2 separate regions of the Sus scrofa genome follow, and region 1 is linked to region 2. Evidence: chromatin contacts called from public Hi-C data. All regions are on one chromosome and are shown on one strand. The core of a region is the stretch at or near the end of the contact, and the rest is flanking DNA. Distances in the headings are between cores, read along the strand shown. Region 1 overlaps MBNL2 (muscleblind-like protein 2). Region 2 overlaps MBNL2 (muscleblind-like protein 2).

Region 1 (3,193 bases), core at 529-3,028, 77 kb after region 2:
ATAAATAGGCAACAAAACTGTCACCCAGAAGGTACAAATAGAGAAGCAGCGTGACATGGCCAGCAGCATAGTTCAATATTAGAAAATTGCATTAACATGTGATCGCAAATATCTGAAAACTGGTCCTAAAAATAGTTTAAAAGTCATCCAATAACTAAAAACAAACAAACCAACAAAAAACATTCGGGTCCAAGTCAGTGCAAAATTCATTCCAAGAAAAGTCTTTCATCTGGCATCTTAAATTTTTAACATTAGTTCTTTTAAAGTAAAGCAAAATGTGTTGTTCTCTTAAAGGTACATTATTTCCCTTCTGAAAGGCATATTTTCAGGTGAAGCTTTTAAAAATAACCCTCTAATATATTTCTTCTTACCCCTGGACAAAGGGTATATTTGTAGGTACTGTGTGCCTTTGTCACTGCTGCATTGATTTTGTGACGTAGGAAACCAAACCAACTTTTAATGGCCCATTGAAAAGTTCAGACTTTTCCATCCAACCTTTCAGGAAAGAAAGATTAGATCTAGACATAGTTAAACTAGAGCAAGAACTAGCTGGTCTAAATGAAAACTGCCTGTGCATTTTGGGATTGTACATGCTAGTGATGGAACATAGAAATATACTGGTAAGTCGGAGCGAAACAAAATACCAAGCAGTCCCCACTTTTTGAGAATGTATAAGCTTGGTCAGCCGAAACACCAGTGATAAGCAAGGTTTTTCTTTCTGCCTCTCCCTTTGAAAGACACGTAGGAGAAATCAAAGGTCATGAGCCAGCATTCCATAAGTCTTATTACCACCTTCGTGTTAAAACATTCAGTAGTTTGGAATGAGTAGTTAGAGTGAAATTATTTTCTTTTCTGAGAACACGTTCACAGGAATAAACATTTAACCTGGCCCTTCTAGTTAGGTTTCTAGGATGTTTTGCAGGTGTTTGTATGATTTGGGGAAGAGAGGATCTCCACAGATTTCATTTTTACTAAACAAAAACAGAGAAGTTCAGTGAGTTTTCAAAGTTCAGCACTGATTTATGCAACTAGCACAAAGAGTCTTGCATGGAAAGAATAAGTTTTGCTCAAATGACGCTTGCGGGTGACTTTTTAAAGTTTTATTCTAAGAAATCTTTGTCCTGTGTTATTTTCCTTTAACAGCCCACTTTTCCTGTAGGTCCCGCAATAGGGACAAATACGGCGATTAGCTTTGCTCCTTACTTAGCACCTGTAACCCCTGGAGTTGGGTTAGTCCCAACGGAAATTCTACCCACCACACCTGTCATTGTTCCCGGAAGTCCACCTGTCACTGTCCCGGGCTCAACTGCAACTCAGAAACTTCTCAGGACTGACAAACTGGAGGTACTTCAATTATTTTTGTGCTCTGAGATGTCTTTGCGGTCGAAGTATAGTTCTTTGTGAGAGAATGTTTGCAAGATATTCAGTCTTAGGAAACAGCCATCCACACACATCCACCGCAAATGAATCATGCATTCCTAATTCTGTCCTTTGACTGTAAGGCCAAGTATAAAGTAGCCTGAAAAGGGAAAAGAATTCATTTAATACAAACACAAATCTGTTGTGTGGACTGTGTGTTGAGGGGCAAAATGTGTAACAACACATGGAACACTGAATCAGTCACAACGCGGGCGTGGAGTGGCGCCCGAAGGCCTCCAGCTGTGCCAGACATTCACCTTTGCTGGATCCGAAAGGTCTGGGAACAGCAGGTTCGTAGGCCGGCAGCCAGGGCCAGGGAGACGCCCAGAGATGGGGTGGGAGGAAGCAGGTCTGTGACTACTGACCCAGTGCTGTGGTCCTATTGCAGAAGGTTGAGACCTAGTCGTGTTCTGGTTTGTCAGCCCAGGTTGTATGCAGGTGAGCAAGGGGAGCTGGAGGCTGGGAATTTTTCCTTATTGATTTGAGGTACTTTAACTTAAATTCAAGTATTTTTACAAGAGTCAGGGAAACAAATTCACATATTTGTAAAACATAATTCTTAAGCCATGTGTCAGACCAACTCACCTATACTATACTGGGTAAGATTTCTCTTTAATCAGGGGAGTCATCCATTTATCTTAACTACTGTATCTGATGATATTTAATAGAGTGTTTCATATGGGTGTCTAAAGAGCCTGATAGATTTTTCAAAGAGCTTGATTCCAGTTGTTAGGTGGTATATATGTATGCCACTGCTTTATGTTAGATCATTCTAGAATGTTCGTTCAATGTGCATTCGTTTAAATATTTACCCAGTAAATCTTGAAAACCATAAAACCGTTGCTCAATGTTAGGTTCAATCTGGAGTATATGGATCCCACAACGAAAAGACTATCAACTCCCATTTCTACTGTTTTGATCAAGCCCATCTCCGTGAATACGGAGCCCTCTCATGGGGCTGGAAAAGAGTTTGGAGCTCCACCTGGTGGACCCATAAAGCTTTCATGTTCAGTACGTGACTGCGTCGTTTAGAAAGCAAATTAAATCCGCAGAGTTGGGAACAAGTTGTCCTTCCCAGCAGGACTGGTAGACAATGACATATGTAAAAATGATTCACAAGGACTTTAGCAAAGCAGCTTGCTATTCATTCAAACCAGGAATGAAGCTGGCTGCACACAGAGCCCCAGGTGAATGACTGAGAGCTGGTCTACGCTCATGCAGTCTCAGCCTGAAGTCACTCCACGCATAGGGGGAGGCTTGCTCAGAATCTGTGGGAACATCTTAGTAACTTTTATTTTGTACATTTCATGAGCTAAAGATGGAATGTGGGATAACGCTCCAAAGTTAGAAGGAAGCAATGAATAATTTTGTGATTGATCCTTTAAACTCGCTTGGCCCCTGGTCAGTGAAACTCTATTTCCCGAGTACGTTTGACTCTCACAAGGCTTGAGTCATGTCAGTGACCCTTCCTATGATGTCGCAAAGGATCAAGATATGAACCACCACGTTAAGCACATCGACTTTGGGGGTGGAGCCTGGGAAGAACATCACTTACAATTTTACTAGCAGTTCTTCCCTGACAATGATATTTATAAATATATGTATTATGTGTTTGTTATTTGTGTCGTTCATGTTATCAATATTAAGCGCAAGATTAAGAATACCCGGTAAATTCCAAAGAAAAATTTTTTGTAAACTCTTTGATCCATGAGCATGCTCAGCGGATGGAGCATGAGCCTAAGATTTCAGGATAATTAAGGATTGAGGAGTAAAA
Region 2 (2,871 bases), core at 312-2,811:
AGACATCATTTACATCTACACATAGAGTTTTATTGTCATCATAAAAATGACTTCCAATTTCATCTCTGTTAAAAAGAGACTCCATCGGGGGAGTTCCCTGGTGGCCTAGCAGTTAAGGACTTGGCGTTGACACTGCTGTGGCTTGGGTTACTGCTGTGGCTGGGGGTTGATCTCTGGCCTGGGAACTTTTGTGTGCTTTAAGCAAAACTCCACCCCCACCCCCCACCAAAGACACTGCATTAGAAAAATAATACTTGAAATGTAAAAGCATTACTTCACGGTCAAGTTGCTTTTCCATACATAGTGTTAGGGACAAAACAGAAAAATTCAGGGACTGGGATAGGCAGCTGCGGAATGATCTGCATGCCACAGAAGGTGTTATTCCGGCTCCGCCGTTTTTCCTCTCTCTCATTTTATCTTGTCAGATTTGGTTTGATTCAAAGCTATTGGTTTCCTTAGAGAAGGAGGTCAGACCAGTTTCAGGAATAAGCAGCGCTAGAAGAGCAATTGAAGTATGCACATGGGAGCCCAGATGATAGAATCATTTTGAAAAATAATGAACAGGTGACTTGAGAGCCTGTCGTGAGGGTGGTATCACAGGTTATACCAGGTTATTAATTTTCCGACGCAGCAGTATACCTCCTAAAAAACACTTAAAGGAAAATGGATGTGTTTTTTGAAAGAAATGCAATGGCAGAGCAGAATTAAGGAACTGAGTGAAATTCATGTCAGTACACCTGAGCAGGCAGGACCACTTACATCTAAATAAGGATTGTGTGTTTGGGGGGGAAAATGTGCAAAATATGTAGTTAAGAGAGCAGGGTTTGGTACGTTAAAATAGAGGTCTAAGGATCTCTTGGTTCATCTACAGGATAACTAAGGACCCCCCTCTCCGTTGTGTGTTTGTTCCTGTGTTTCACGATGGATGCTTGGGAGATGGCTCCGCGAGCTCCACATCAAAAGGGGAGCACGTCCCTTGGGCAGGGCGTGGTCATCAGGTTTTATTTCCAGTTTGCTCCTCCTTCCCAGGAAGGAGGGGGAGCTCCGCCCATTCCTCAGTCTCCCCCGCCGTAAAATGGGAAGAAGCCTGTTTGCCACTTCCGAAGTAGCTCGTGACCAGGAGCCGTCCAGCCCGTGACTCTTTTTTTTCCTTTCCCTCTTTTCCCTGTTGCACTCTTCAAAGCGGTGGCCCGCTGTTGCCATGGTGACGCAGCCCTGGGTGACGTTGCTTAGAAATAATGACAACTGGCGGCAGCGGGGAAGCAGAGCCAGGGTGGTGATTAGGCTCTGGGGAGGGCCCTGTCTGGGCGGAGAGGCAGCACCAGAAGGAAGGCCTGGGAGGGCCAGCTTGATGGAACAAGTCGTGAGTGCTGATGCTACCTGCCTCCTGCAATTAGCAACATGTTACCCAATAAGGCCGGGTATCAGCATCGGCCTGCAGTGCATTTGTATAGAATATCCATTTTGTTGCCAGGTTTACCCTTTTACATTCCTCAGCGTTCCCGGTTCTAAGTGCAGTAATATTTGTTGTTGATTTCCATTCTAGCAGCTCGGTTTCCTGAAAGATAAGAGGAACTGTTGACTCACACTGTTTTTGGAGCCTGCTTTGTACTTGGGACATGAGTCATGCCTTGTCAATGGTGATTTTTTAAAAAGTGTGGCAGGAAATTGATTTTTTTTTTTTTTAACTTCTAGGGTGAGTGAAATGACAATAAAATTAAAGTCCTATTTTAGTCGATTGACCTCTCCTTGATCCTGAATTCCTGGGTTCTATTTTTTTGTGCTGAAGTCAAATGGTGCTCTGTAGGGAAATTCTTATTTGGTTAAATATTAATGAAGTACCGTCACCTGCCTGCCTGACCCTGCTGGTATCTTTCCCACAGTGTTCAAATGAGTCTCCTTCTGCGGGCTTCTGAACCCTTCAAACATCCAGTCTACCTAACCCATATCTGGTTCCGTGACAGAGGAGTTGCGTTCCGCAAAGTTAGTGGGGTGGGGTTTGGCATTGGCCGTGGAAGTGATCTCAGAGAGACAACGGTGAGTGATGGCTTGAAGCGAGATCTTAATTCTCTGCTCAGGAATTGATCCTGGGCAGCCTGGGTGCAAACCAGGAGTCCTAGCTGACTAGCTAGAGGTTGGAAGCAGGGTTGCCCTGATTCTTGCTCCCTGTTGAAAGCAAGAATGTTTCAGGGAGGCAAGGGCTGTAAAAACAGGTATGAAGTTTATTGTTGGAAACACAGCACCACACGTGGGAGAGCACACAGAGAAATAGTTTAAGACAGAGGCAAGGCGATACACACCCAAAAGAGGAGTGAGGGTGTGGGCGTCTCCCTGAGTGAGCAGCGCACCCGAGAGGTGATTTAAATCACTTATAAAGCACGGTTCTTCCAGGGTTTTGCTTCCTTTGGCCAGTTACCTTGTTTTATTTCTCACACCTGTCTGGACCCAGGGCCCTCCCTGACATGCATGTGCATCTTTTAGCAAAGATGGATTCCAGCGCAAAGCATTCTGGTGCAGCATCAGGATCTATTATGGCCTGGCACCCCCTCCTTTTTTGACCCCCAGGAGTCTTTCTGCGCATGTGTGATTGGGGAGGTCTCCTTGACCCCAGGAGGGGTTGAAGTGGTCATCTTACCTTTCTACTCCAGCAGAGTTCAGCTCCTGCCAGTAACTTTCTCCTTGATGCGTCAAAGAGAAGCAAGTACCAACTTAGCCTGACAGGTCTCAGCTCTTCTTAGCCCAGAGGCCCATCTACCGCCTACCTGAAAAAGAGGTTGGAGAGCTAGAAGGTTCTTCCCGGCAGAATCTTTCTGGGATGTATTCAACACCGGATCACAAATCTCAAGAAGGATGGGACCCGGCAGTGGCACT

What was found. Hi-C and Micro-C count contacts between places; a contact is called where the count stands out from the background.
Region 1: a contact with region 2 is called in a Hi-C map of embryonic fibroblasts, with 5 times the contacts expected there. The contact joins two enhancer-like sites. A contact is called at or near these places in 5 of 47 Hi-C or Micro-C datasets (embryonic fibroblasts, liver and skeletal muscle) and 1 of 2 datasets of contacts at active chromatin or transcription factors (skeletal muscle).

The regions. Positions count from the first base shown.
Region 1 is chr11:66,593,748-66,596,940 of Sscrofa11.1, forward strand. MBNL2 (muscleblind-like protein 2) reads left to right here. Exons shown (of 10, transcript XM_021065800.1): 4 at 1,144-1,344. Among named protein-coding and RNA genes, the nearest start is that of RAP2A, 84 kb to the right of the region's middle. Within about 2 kb of position 1,779, at least 17 of the 83 cell types and tissues checked have an H3K27ac peak or open chromatin away from gene starts, as enhancers often do. A contact at or near this core is called in embryonic fibroblasts and skeletal muscle, where this site is marked.
Region 2 is chr11:66,517,335-66,520,205 of Sscrofa11.1, forward strand. All of the region lies in intron 1 of MBNL2 (muscleblind-like protein 2), which reads left to right. Among named protein-coding and RNA genes, the nearest start is that of MBNL2, 37 kb to the left of the region's middle. Within about 2 kb of position 1,562, at least 54 of the 83 cell types and tissues checked have an H3K27ac peak or open chromatin away from gene starts, as enhancers often do. A contact at or near this core is called in embryonic fibroblasts and skeletal muscle, where this site is marked.